2 separate regions of the Macaca mulatta genome follow, and region 2 is linked to region 1. Evidence: chromatin contacts called from public Hi-C data. All regions are on one chromosome and are shown on one strand. Each heading gives the region's core, a stretch centred on a gene start, on an enhancer-like site or on the middle of the called end of the contact. The rest is flanking DNA. Distances are from core to core; before and after follow the strand shown.

Evidence for each region. A called contact is a pair of places that touch in the nucleus more often than the background predicts.
Region 2: a Hi-C map of round spermatid shows a contact between it and region 1, with 3 times the contacts expected there. The contact joins two enhancer-like sites. A contact is called at or near these places in 6 of 14 Hi-C or Micro-C datasets (cortical neurons, fetal cortex germinal zone, fetal cortical plate and 3 more).

Annotation. Positions count from the first base shown.
Region 1 is chr11:4,765,544-4,771,294 of T2T-MMU8v2.0, reverse strand. No RefSeq gene overlaps it. Among named protein-coding and RNA genes, the nearest start is that of PARP11, 33 kb to the right of the region's middle. Within about 2 kb of position 2,149, at least 37 of the 40 cell types and tissues checked have an H3K27ac peak or open chromatin away from gene starts, as enhancers often do.
Region 2 is chr11:4,918,651-4,924,401 of T2T-MMU8v2.0, reverse strand. No RefSeq gene overlaps it. Among named protein-coding and RNA genes, the nearest start is that of PARP11, 190 kb to the right of the region's middle. Within about 2 kb of position 3,186, at least 20 of the 40 cell types and tissues checked have an H3K27ac peak or open chromatin away from gene starts, as enhancers often do.

The sequences.
Region 1 (5,751 bases), core at 900-3,399:
ACATTTTTTTCATATTGTGGTAGGACACAAGGTAAATAAACAAAAATCAACAGCTTTCCTAAATTATATCAATGAGAAATATCTCATTCACCAAAAAACTAGAAAATATCTAAGAACAAACTTCCCAAGGATTATGCAAACCTATGTGATTTTTTTTTTTTACAGATTCTGATGCAGATCTGAAAAAAATTTTTTTTAATGCATCTAAAGATATAGAAAACAAGTATTTCTGAATGGAAAGACTCATGATATTGAAAATTTTGAAAAAGAAGAGAATTAGGAGAGAGGTTCCTTTATGAAAAGGCAAATATGTTAAAGATGTAATGATTATAACTGCAGCATATTTTAGGAATAAGCAGATAATTAATAGAGGAGAATGTTCAGAAACAGATATATACGTGTATGTATACCTATGTATATGTATATGCAAATTTAGGTTGTAATTAACAGTGGCACTTCAAAGTAGTGAGGAAAGAATGGATTATTCAATAAATGACATGGGGGCAATTAGTTAACCATTTGGCAAAAATAATCTCTTATTAAACGATCTTATTTCCAAGAGTTAATTCCAAGGAAGTAAATGGACAAATGTGAAGAAATGCCTGTTGAAGCACTTTTTTTGGAATAGTGAAAAATAGAAAACCACACAAATGTATACTCAGTAGATTATTTCAAATGTGTGTGTGTATTTGTGTGTACATAGTATACACAGAAATTATGGAATGCCATAAGTCTGCTTTAAAATATGGCCAGGTGCAAGATGGCTCACACTTGTAATCCCAGCACTTTGGGAGGCCCAGGCAGGTAGATCACCTGGGGTCAGGAGTTCGAGACCGGCCTTGCCAACATGGCAAAAACCCGTCTTTACTAAAAATACAAAAATTAGCTGGACGTGGTGGCGCACGCCTGTAATCCCAGCTACTCAGGAGCCTGAGGCACAGGAATCGCTTGAACTCGGGAGGCGGAGGTTGCAGTGAGCCAAGATGGCGCCACTGCACTCCAGTCTGGGCAACAGAGGGAGGTTCTGCGTAAATAAATAAATAAATAAATAAATGATGAAATAGATTTAAACTTAATGGAATGGAAGGATATCCACATAATCTTTAAAGTGAAAAAAAATCAGGTTCTAAATCTATAGGTATTCTTTGATCATATTTATTTTTTCAATGTGTAGAGGCATAGAAAAGTCCAGAAGGATCTATAATGAGCTGTTTTGTTTTCATTTTCTATGGGGTAGATCCTTTATTGCATGGAAGATTATTTCACTCTGTTAGCTCTTTTTACATCAGTAGGAATACATCCTCATGGTTTTAAACTTCTTGACACTCTACCCTAGGTAAATATGCTCGGATAGAACTCTCTATTCACCAGATTACCTATAAATCATATTGCACTTTTTAACTTTTCTAAATTACTTACTTTTTGCTTTCTCTTCTAGATTATAAAATTCGTGAGGGCAGGGACCGTATGTAAAGGTTCCCTTGTGAGCAAATAACCTTCACTTATTGAACTCTGTGTACCAAATACTGTGCTAAATGCTTTCAATAATCTCACTCTTAGGGAGATACTACTACCATCTCCATTTTGAGGATGAAGATATTGAAAGATCATGAAGTTTCCCCCAAATGCCATCGCCAGGCCTGTGTGACTCTTGGCCGTTACACGGTGATCAATAAAAATCTGTTTCATAGGAAAGAAATACAGCCAGCCGTGGCTTTAAGATCACTGGGTGCTGTAGTTGGACCAGAAACCCTTTAAACTCCTTCATAAGACAGATACTCGCAAGCCCCGCCCAGGACGACCGCCCGCGCGCGTACGGATAAGCGTGCAGGGGCGGGGTGAGCTTGTGGGAGTGGGGCGGGGACAGCTCTGATTGGCCAGCGTCGGGCGGAAGTCGGGAGGTTGGGTGGTCTGTAAACGCTGGCTTGTGACAGGGAGGGGGAGAAGGAAGGCCTTCGTAAAGGTTTCCTCTCCGTCCCTTCGCTCCCGGGGACCCGCGGAAAAAAAAAAAAATCCAACACCAGGCCCCGCGGCTAGCCCCTTCCCACAGCCTCTCTCCGCTCGATTTTGTCACTGTTATGTGGGAAGCGAATCCGGTGAGTAGCCGGGCGGGACGGGGCGGGCCCAGTGGGCGGGGTTGATGAGCGAGGGGCGGGAAGGGGCCACCGGAACTGCTTCCCCGCGCTGGCTTCAGTCCGGGTGTTGAGTTCCGGGACCGGAGTGCCAGGGCCTTTTGGCTTCTGCAACCTCTACCTTTTTCAGCAGTGGAAGTGCCTCGGTGGATTCTCCAATGCGTTATTGTTTTCTTGTCACAGTTATTTATTTTACTTCCTGTGATGTTTCAGCCTCATGCCTTCACCGTTTTTTGTTGTTGTTGTTGTTTTTGAGACGGAGTCTCGCACTGTCGCCCAGGCTGGAGTGCAGTGGCGCGATCTCGGCTCACCGCAACCTCCGTCTCCCGGGTTCAAGCGATTCTCGTGCCTCAGCCTCCCGACTCTCTTCACTGTTTTTTGAAACTTTGTGTTTTGCTTTCTAATTGGAGTAACTGGCCTTGGAACCTGTAGTCAGTCATTTGCCTCAGGTTTACCTGCCAGTCCCATCCGTCTAAAGCAAGGGAATTCGACCCCCTTGTCTTGAATGGGCCTAAGAGGAGCCGTCAGTTCTTCTTTTCCCTTCTTGGTGGACAGCCGTTTAAAACTTGGAGTATGGACTGTTATGTTCTTAGATGTTTTCGTTCAGTGGACAAAGTGATGATCTGGGACATTTCAACTGCAAGTCTGCCTTCTTCCTTGGTTGACTCTGGTATTTTCATTGTGACTTCATGTATTTTTGTCTACTTTGCTTTTATACATTTATTTATTTAAAGTGCAACGTAGGGACGGAAAAGTGTAATACCTTTCCTTACCACCCATTGTAAGGATCACAGCCACCGCTCCTTGAAACAGAAGATAGGTTAACAAGGTAAAGCATAGCAGATCTAATCAAAGTTTTACGCCACCCGGCACTTCAGAGACCAGGGAGATCTCTGTTTTTATGCGTAGGACCCATGAGGCATAGACAACTGTATAAAAATGTGAGCGGACAAAGGATATACTCTCATGTTAATAAACTGAGGGAGGAAACCCAGCAAGGCCTGTTTGTTCAGATTCTTCTTGACCTCTCTGTGTATCATTTCTTCCTCCTACAGAGGAGGAAGGACCCTTCTGGAATGAGGGTCTTAGCGACCTGCTATCAGGCAAGGTAGGTTAGAGAATTTCTTTATGGCCAGTTCCTACAGAGAAGGGCAGGGAAAGGTTACAGTAATAGTTCCAGTTTTTATGGCTTGCTTTGTAGGAGAGGGATTCTAGTTTCTATCACTCACCTTGGGGAAGAAGAATTCTGGTTTCTGTGACTCACTTCAGGGGCGAAAGATGGGCAGGAGACAGAAGGGTAAGAGAAGATCAGAGGGAGACTTTGCTTCCGAGGCTGCTGCTGAGGCCTTCCAATCTCTTTTAGTTCGAAGTACTCAGCATGCCAAAGTGTCATACTTCTGGGTAGCATTTTCTGAGCCCCAACACAACCCTCAGAGAGTGGGATCTATTTGCCAAGAGTATTCTTCTGTTGTTATGGTTGAAACTGCCTGGTAAGATGGCAGATGTACGGTATTTACAACTTAGGAGTTGACTGGAAAAATGACAGAATCATATTTCAGCAGGTTGTTGGACTAAATACAGTCATGCGCCTCTTAACAATGGGGATACGTTCTGAGAAATTGGTTGTTGGGTAATTTTTTCATTGTGCGAACATCATAGAGTGAACTTTTATAAGCCTACTACACACCTAAGGCTATATGGAATAGTCTATTGCTCTTAACCTAGAAATCTGTACAGCATATTATTGTACTGAGTACTGTAGGCATTTGTAACACAATGGAAAGTATTTATGTATCTAAACATAGAAAAGGTACAGTAAAATAAAGTATTATAATCTTTCTGTTGTATATGCAATCCATGGTTGACTGAAAGCTTTTATGCAATGCATAATTGTATATGAAACATACGAAACTACCCCATGCTGAGATAACTGCGTAAATTTACTTTAATGACCCCTAATTTCCATATTTGCAATAATTTCCTATAATCAGTATTCTTCCCCTCTCATTTCTGTAATATATTTCCAGATAAGTTAGAAAGTTTATCAGTACATTTCCCTAAGTTTTCAAGTTAAGTTTTTATCCAGTAGAAACTAGTCTGTTAGTCTGGATTTGTTGGTTGCACATTATGATTCCTTCTTGTGCATCATATAACAATAGTCATCATCTTAGTATTTTTGACTCATACATATAATACTCTCATCAAGCCACATTAGAGGAAAGTAATTACTTGTATTTGATTTTAGCAAAAATAATTTAGAATAATGAGAATGCACTCTCTGCTTATATATTCAGTTTCACTCTCTGTCATCAGCAGCCTTCATTTTGTATTTATATCTGTGTATATCTTTATGTAACTATATGCTCCATTTTTGTTATCAGTCCTTAAATTTTCCATAACAAACCCTTTAGCCACCCAAGTATGTGTCTTACTCAGAGTTTTAAATCTTTCACTATATTGTAAGCTCCATATGGACAGGGATTTTTCTCTGTTATTTTTCCTATAGTATCTTCAACTAGAGAACAGAGCCTGACACATAGTAGGCACTCAATAAATATTTGTTGAATTCATGATGGTGGTTGCATGAGCATGGACCAGAGATAATTCTTTGCTCCTACTATGAATTTTCCCTCCTCCGTCACACATACATCAGAATTTGCTATTGGATTATTTGTGTGTTTGTGAGAATTATAAAGGCATTAATGAATGTCTTATATACTTGGTTTGTTATATCATTATCTCATTTCTTTGTAAGAAATGGGTTTTCTTTGAAATCACCCGTGTGATTTTGCTTAATTTCAGCAGAGCAGGCCGACTTTTGTTAAAAGTGGGGAACCCTCCACAGATCCTCCCACATTCTTCTTTTGTCACCCAAATAAGACATATTTGTCTTATTGCTACTGTATTTTGTTACTACTAATAGTTTTTCTTCCTATGAGCATATGAGTGCTATTGATAAGCACAATTTGGTTTTAAAAATCAACATTCTACATGTGGGTTTCTCTAGTAATTTGTTAGTTTATTTTAGTTTCACTTTCCTGGTTTCACTTACCACAATTTCAGTTACCAGAAGTCAGCTGCAGTCTGAAAATATGAAATGGAAAATTCCGGAAATGAACAATGAATAACTTTTAAGTTGCATACTGTACTGTGTAGTGTGATAAAATCTCATGCCATTGTACTCCATCCTGCCTGGGGCCATGAATCATGCCTTTGTCCAGCATATCCACACTGCATATACTTTACCTGCCTGCTGGTCATATAATAACATATAATGGCACTCACTTATTTATTGAGCACGTATTGCAAGCTAGTTGGTGCGAAGTCCCAGGGATTACAGTGGTGAACAGAACAGACTAGGTCCCAGCCTTTATGGGTTTGCAGTCTGGTGCAGGCAGGCAGACATTAAACAAATAATTACGCAGATAACATTTAATGTGATAAAAAGATATGAAAGAAAAAGAGTACTGTGACAGTGTAGGGGGAGCTGGTACTAGAGTGGGCAATCAGGAAAGGCCACCCTGTGAAAGTAACTTTTATAGAGATCTGAAGGATTGAGCAAGCATTAGCTAGGTAAAGGTTGGCTGGAAGGTAGGGAGAGCTGTTCAGACAGCAGAGA
Region 2 (5,751 bases), core at 1,937-4,436, 150 kb before region 1:
TTGAGACGGAGTCTCGCTCTGTCGCCCAGGTTGGAGTGCAGTGGCTGGATCTTGGCTCACTGCAAGCTCCGCCTCCCGGGTTTACGCCATTCTCCTGCCTCAGCCTCCCGTGTAGCTGGGACTACAGGCGCCCGCTACCTCGCCCGGCTAGTTTTTTGTATTTTTTAGTAGAGACGGGGTTTCACTGTGTTAGCCAGGATGGTCTCGATCTCCTGACCTCGTGATCCGCCCGTCTCGGCCTCCCAAAGTGCTGGGATTACAGGCTTGAGCCACCGCGCCCGGCCCCATTCTATTTTTTTTTAATGTCAGTCATGACCTGAATTTCCCTGTATAACCTGAAGTTTGAAAAACAATGTTCTTACCTCTGAGCTCTCCCACCTATTCAAAAGACTGTCACAATTGTCCATTTCCTACAAAATATAAAGTCCAAAGTTCTTCAGAGGACAGATAAAACCATTTATAACTCTGCCTTCCAGCTCCAGTTCTGCCGTCTTCACCTGAGCTCACAACACAGCTGGCGACTGGCCTTTCCTAGGAGACCCAAGCCCCAACACAGTCTCACGCTCTGCCTTGCTCAGGCCCTACCCACAGGCTAGATGCACTTCTCACTACAAGAAAACTGCTCTTTCTTCTGAAGAAATGTCCCGGATATCACCCCTCTCTGAAGAGTACCCGGACCTGCCCAAGCACAACGAAACTCTGCACCAGGTTGCCGCAGTCTGGGAATTCTTTTTTGCACAGTGCGTAAGGATCATCTGACCCTCCTCAAGGCTTAGATATCTTTCCCTATATCTGAATTGGTGGGAATACATTTTTAAATCCTTTCCTTTATGATTGACACCTGCCTTTTTCTTTCTCAATCTTCAGCCTATTCCCCCTCCCCATCTCCTTACATCCCAGAGCCCCTCGTACAATTGGAAGATCACAGAGAAGGGAAAAGGAGAATGGTCAAAGTTAGTTGTGGCAAACCAATCTGGTTCTCATTTTTCTTCCTCCAAATTTGCAGTCCTGTTTCCAGGGGATCCAAGCTTGGCAAAGGCATAACATGATTCATCTGAATCACAAGAAGTTGGAAAAGGCAAGCTGAGGTGGAGAAACCAAGGCAGAGTGCGAAGAGTGGCTGGCTCAGGCTACAAAACCAGGGCAGGAACTGACAGTACAAACAGAATAAATAATACTGATTCACACGCCAGAGAAACCCTGTCGCCAAACAAATGCCCTGTTGCAGTCTCAGCTGGTAGGCTGTGGATGGCCTGATTTACAGCCAGACTCAGAGTTTAATGAACTCTCAGGTCACCTTTATCTATATAAAAATAACAACAAAAAGACCCCTAGCGCTATGCATTTTTCAAAGCAGTTACTCACACATTATTCCATTTCATCGTGGAGTGTCAGAGCTGTAAGGGATTTTAAGAGGTCAATTAGCTTAATCCCTCATCCTGATGCAGATGAAAAGGAGACAGAATAGGCAAGTGACTTGCCCAAGGTCACACCCCTGTGTTAGCAGCACAGTGCAATGCTCTTTTTCACCAAACCACACTTTTCACACACACAAGTAGCCAGTGTTTCAATGTTCTCTTGATTCAGAGTTTCACTCTGACTGGATTTCAAAGCCCTTCAAAGGAGGGAGGGTGGTGCCTGCCTTATCTTTCAAAGATTCCCAAGCAGAGATTCTACAGCATCTTTTCGGTCAACTCTTTTTTTTTTTTTTTTTTTAAGACGGAGTCTCACTATTGTCACCCAGGCTGGAGTGCAATGGCGCAACCTCGGCTCACTGCAACCTCCGCCTCCCAGGTTCAAGCGATTCTCCTGCCTCAGCTTCCCGAGTAGCTGGGATTACAGGCAGTTGCCACCACGCCCGGCTAATTTTCTTCTATTCTTAGGAGAGACGGGATTTCACCATGTCGGCCAAGCTGGTCTCGAACTCCTGACCTCAGGTAGTCCACCCACCTCGGCCTCCCAAAGCGCTAGGGCACCCGGCCTCCGGTCAATTCTTATAATTTGCTGCCACAATCGGCTAATCTGGTCTTCACAGTATTGTATCCCCATTACCAAGAGTGCCTAAGCTATTAACTCACCAGTAACAGGTGCCAAATAGCCTCTTCTTTTGCACAAGATGTTCATTTAAAATCAAATTGCACGTAAATCCCTCCAGTCCCAACTCATTTCCCTCAGCCCTCGGCCTTTTTTGGTCTTCTTTCCCCTTGATGTTCCCAATCCTGCCTACTGAACGTCTCTAAGATGACGTTGGGGGGGTGAAGCTGGGTGGCCTGGGGGAGCAGCTATGGAGTCGTGCTGGAGCAGGCGGGCAAGTAACAGGGCTTTATCCACCCCGAGCCCACAGGCCCCAGGAAGGGGTACCGCGATCGCCTGATGTCACTACACTCAGGGATTCTTCCAGATCGACTCCCTTATTTTACAGATGGGGAAACTGAGGCCGGGAGTGCAGATGGGGCTTGCCCAAGAATGCTAGTAAGACTAAGCTGGGGGAATACGCCGTTTCCACACTCCCAGGCCAGTTCTCTTCCTCTACTGTCCGCCTTTCCCTTCGCCAATGAGGAAACTGAAGCTTAGGGAGGTGGAGAGATGACCTAGGACCTCACGGCTTCCCCAGACCGGGTCCAGGACCAGAAGCGCGGAGAGAGGGGAGAAAGGGAGGCCGGGACTGGGCATGCCCAACATCGGGGAGATGCGGCGCACAACTCCAGGGGGCACTGCTCGCCCCGCAGTCTACGCGCCCCCGGGCCCTTTGTGCCCTGCTGAAGTTGGGGAGAGGGCGCGGGGACGAAAGGGCAGGTGCCCTGACCCTCCAGAAAACCTGCCCTACGGGGCCGCCCGGAGTCAGGGAGACCTGGCCCCTGGCACTGCCCACGGCCTCTCCTCCGGGAAGCGGGGGACGGGGTCCGAATGCCTTTCCCCATTCAGCGGGATTATCCCTTTTGAATTGTTAAAAAAAAAAAAAAATGCTGCAGCTAGCGAACCCTGCCTGACAACACCAAAGGAATTTTTCCCAGGGATCGGCCGAAAGCTGACTCACATTTAAAGACTTGCCCGAAGTGGTCATGCCCCTCTGAGCAAATACCACAGGCATGCGAGCACGCGTCCGCGGCCCCCTGGCGGCGCGGCCTCCCGGCGCGGACGGCGATTGGAGCAGCGCCGCCCCGCTTCTCCCGCGCGCAGCCAATCGCAGCGCCGCGCCGCCGGGTTGCTAGCCGGGCCGCCGGGCGCGGGGAGGCGCGGGCGGGGAGCTGTCCCTGCTCGTTTCCTGGCCCTGGGCGGGGGCGCGGCGGGCGGGAGGTTCAGGCTGTGGGTTTCGGCGAGCGGGGCCTGGGAGGGAACGCCAAGGAAAGGGCCGAGGCACCTACGCCGCAGGCCCTTTGAGCCCCGAGGTTCCTCCCCGGAATGTGCGCGGTGCGGAGAGGCGCTCGGCCTGGGCCCGGGCGTGGAGGCGCATTGGTGCGCATCTTCCCCGGACCGCGGGAGCCTGGCCTGCGAGCCACCCTCGCCTGCCTCGAGACTCCGACTCCCAGCAGTCATCTCCTGGCTACCCCACCATTGCAGAAGGCAGCGTGGGGTGGGAGGGGGCACGGGCTCATAAATCGCGAAAGAGGAGTCAGAGACCCCAGTTCACAACTACGTGACAACCAGATTAACGTGCGATCCTGGCCAAGGCTCCTCACAATTGTAGTTCTTGTGTTTTTGGTTTTGTTCTCGTGTTTCAAATGAGAGATTTGAGCCCGATCGTTAAAGTTCTTGGTGCTAAGCTTCAGGTTCTTGGAAGAACTGAGATCCAGTTCTTATACGTCAGCCCCCAAAAACTTTCCACGCAGCAGCGCAAGTGCTTTTCTCAACGTGTGGACGGCATTATGTCATTCCTCTCCTTAGAACCTCTGAGAATCTCTGTCCCTCTCCATCCAGCTTTACCCCAGTGGTCTTTCCGGGCTGCTTGAAATTACTACCGCTCTCCCCCAGCTTGTTCCCGCCTCAGGCCTTTGCGCGTGCTGTTCCCTTCCCTGTCTCTTGGCCAGTTCCTAACTCATCCTTCAGGTCTCCGCATGAATGGCACTTTACTAGTGGAACCCTCCCTGTGCCCCAATCTGAATGAGATCCCATGCTACTCCCACGTGGCACCCTGCGGTTTTCCGCCATACCTATATTCAAAGCTGTAATTTTCTAATTTTATTTGCTTGCTATCTCTTCCACTAGAAAGAACAGAGGCCTCTTCTGTTTTGTACCCCGTCCTCAGGACAGTTAAATTATCCCCAGGTAAGTAAAGAATTATCATACCCATTTAACAGATAAGGTTGTGGAAGTTCACAGAAGTTAGATAACTTACCTAGGTTCAAATAGCCAAAGGTGTTAGACTCTCTCTCTCTGGTCTTCTGCTTCTGTCAGGAAATTGGATTATAAAATAATAGCCTTCCAAGAAATAGCAAATAAATTGCTAGAACAGATGGCTTTAGCACTTTCGATGCTGTGGTTTTGCCCCTGCCCTTCAGGACTCTTTACATACCAAGGAAAGTTCCATTCATTTATTCATTCAACAAATATTTATGGTGCACCTGTTATAAGCTAAGCAGCACAATCGTAAGCAAGAGATTTCCCTTCCAGAACCCAGAGAACAGTAGCTACACAGTACGGCCTTTTCTACCATGGAGCAGTATCCAAAGTGTCCATTTAGCTAAAAACTTTGGTCATCTTTTATGATATTTTGTTTATTTTGGTGTCTGTTCTGATATGTGGTAGGCTTAGCCTACCATATATATGTATATATAGATGTATACCTACCATATGTGTGTGTGTAAATGTATATACATGCACACATACTTTTTTTTTTGTTGCCCAGGCTGGAGTGGTGGTCACCATCATGGCTCACTGCAGCCTCGACCTCCCTGGACACAAGTGATATTCCCACCTCAGCCTCCCGAGTAGCTGGGACTACGGGTGCACCCCACCACACCTGGCTAATTTTTGTATTTTTTTCTAGACACGAGGTTTTGCCGTGTTGTCCAGGCTGACCTCGAACTCCTGGGCTCAAGTGATCCTCCCACCTCAGTCTCCCACAGTGCAGGCATTGCACGTGTGAGCCACCATGCCCAGCTGCCTGCATTTTTTATTGGACTAAAAAATGCATCCCCAAACCTGGCCAAAAATTAAATTTCTTTTAAAATTTATACTGCAGTTAGGCTGTTACACCTGTAATCCGGGCACTTTGGGAGGCTGAGGCGGGCAGATCACCTGAGATCAGGAGTTTGAGACCAGCCTGACCAACATGGAGAAACACCATCTCTACTAAAAATACAAAATTAGCCGGGCGTGGTGGCGCATACCTGTAATCCCAGCTACTTGGGAGGTTGAGGCAAGAGAATCACTTGAACCCGAGAGGCAGAGGCTGCAGTGAGTCGAGATCGTCCCACTGCACTCCAGCCTGGGCGACAAGAGCGAAACTCTGTCTAATAAATAAATAAATAATTAAAATTTATACTACTGTTTATTTGAATTACCAGTGTGATCTGGGTGCCGATCATAGTTCTCTCTAAAGGAAGATGCTAAGGCAGGGAAGCTTTACTCATGGCAAGAAACTTTTCTAGGTATTATCCCCTCAGCTGTGATTCAGAAGCTGGCCTGCCTTCAGCCTTACGGGTCCTGCGTATTCCCTCCCATTCGCTCTTGCCCCTCTAGCAAGTCACTGTCCTTCCAAGCCCCACCCTCCTCATCTGGCCTGAATGCTTTCTAGCAATGAAGAACATA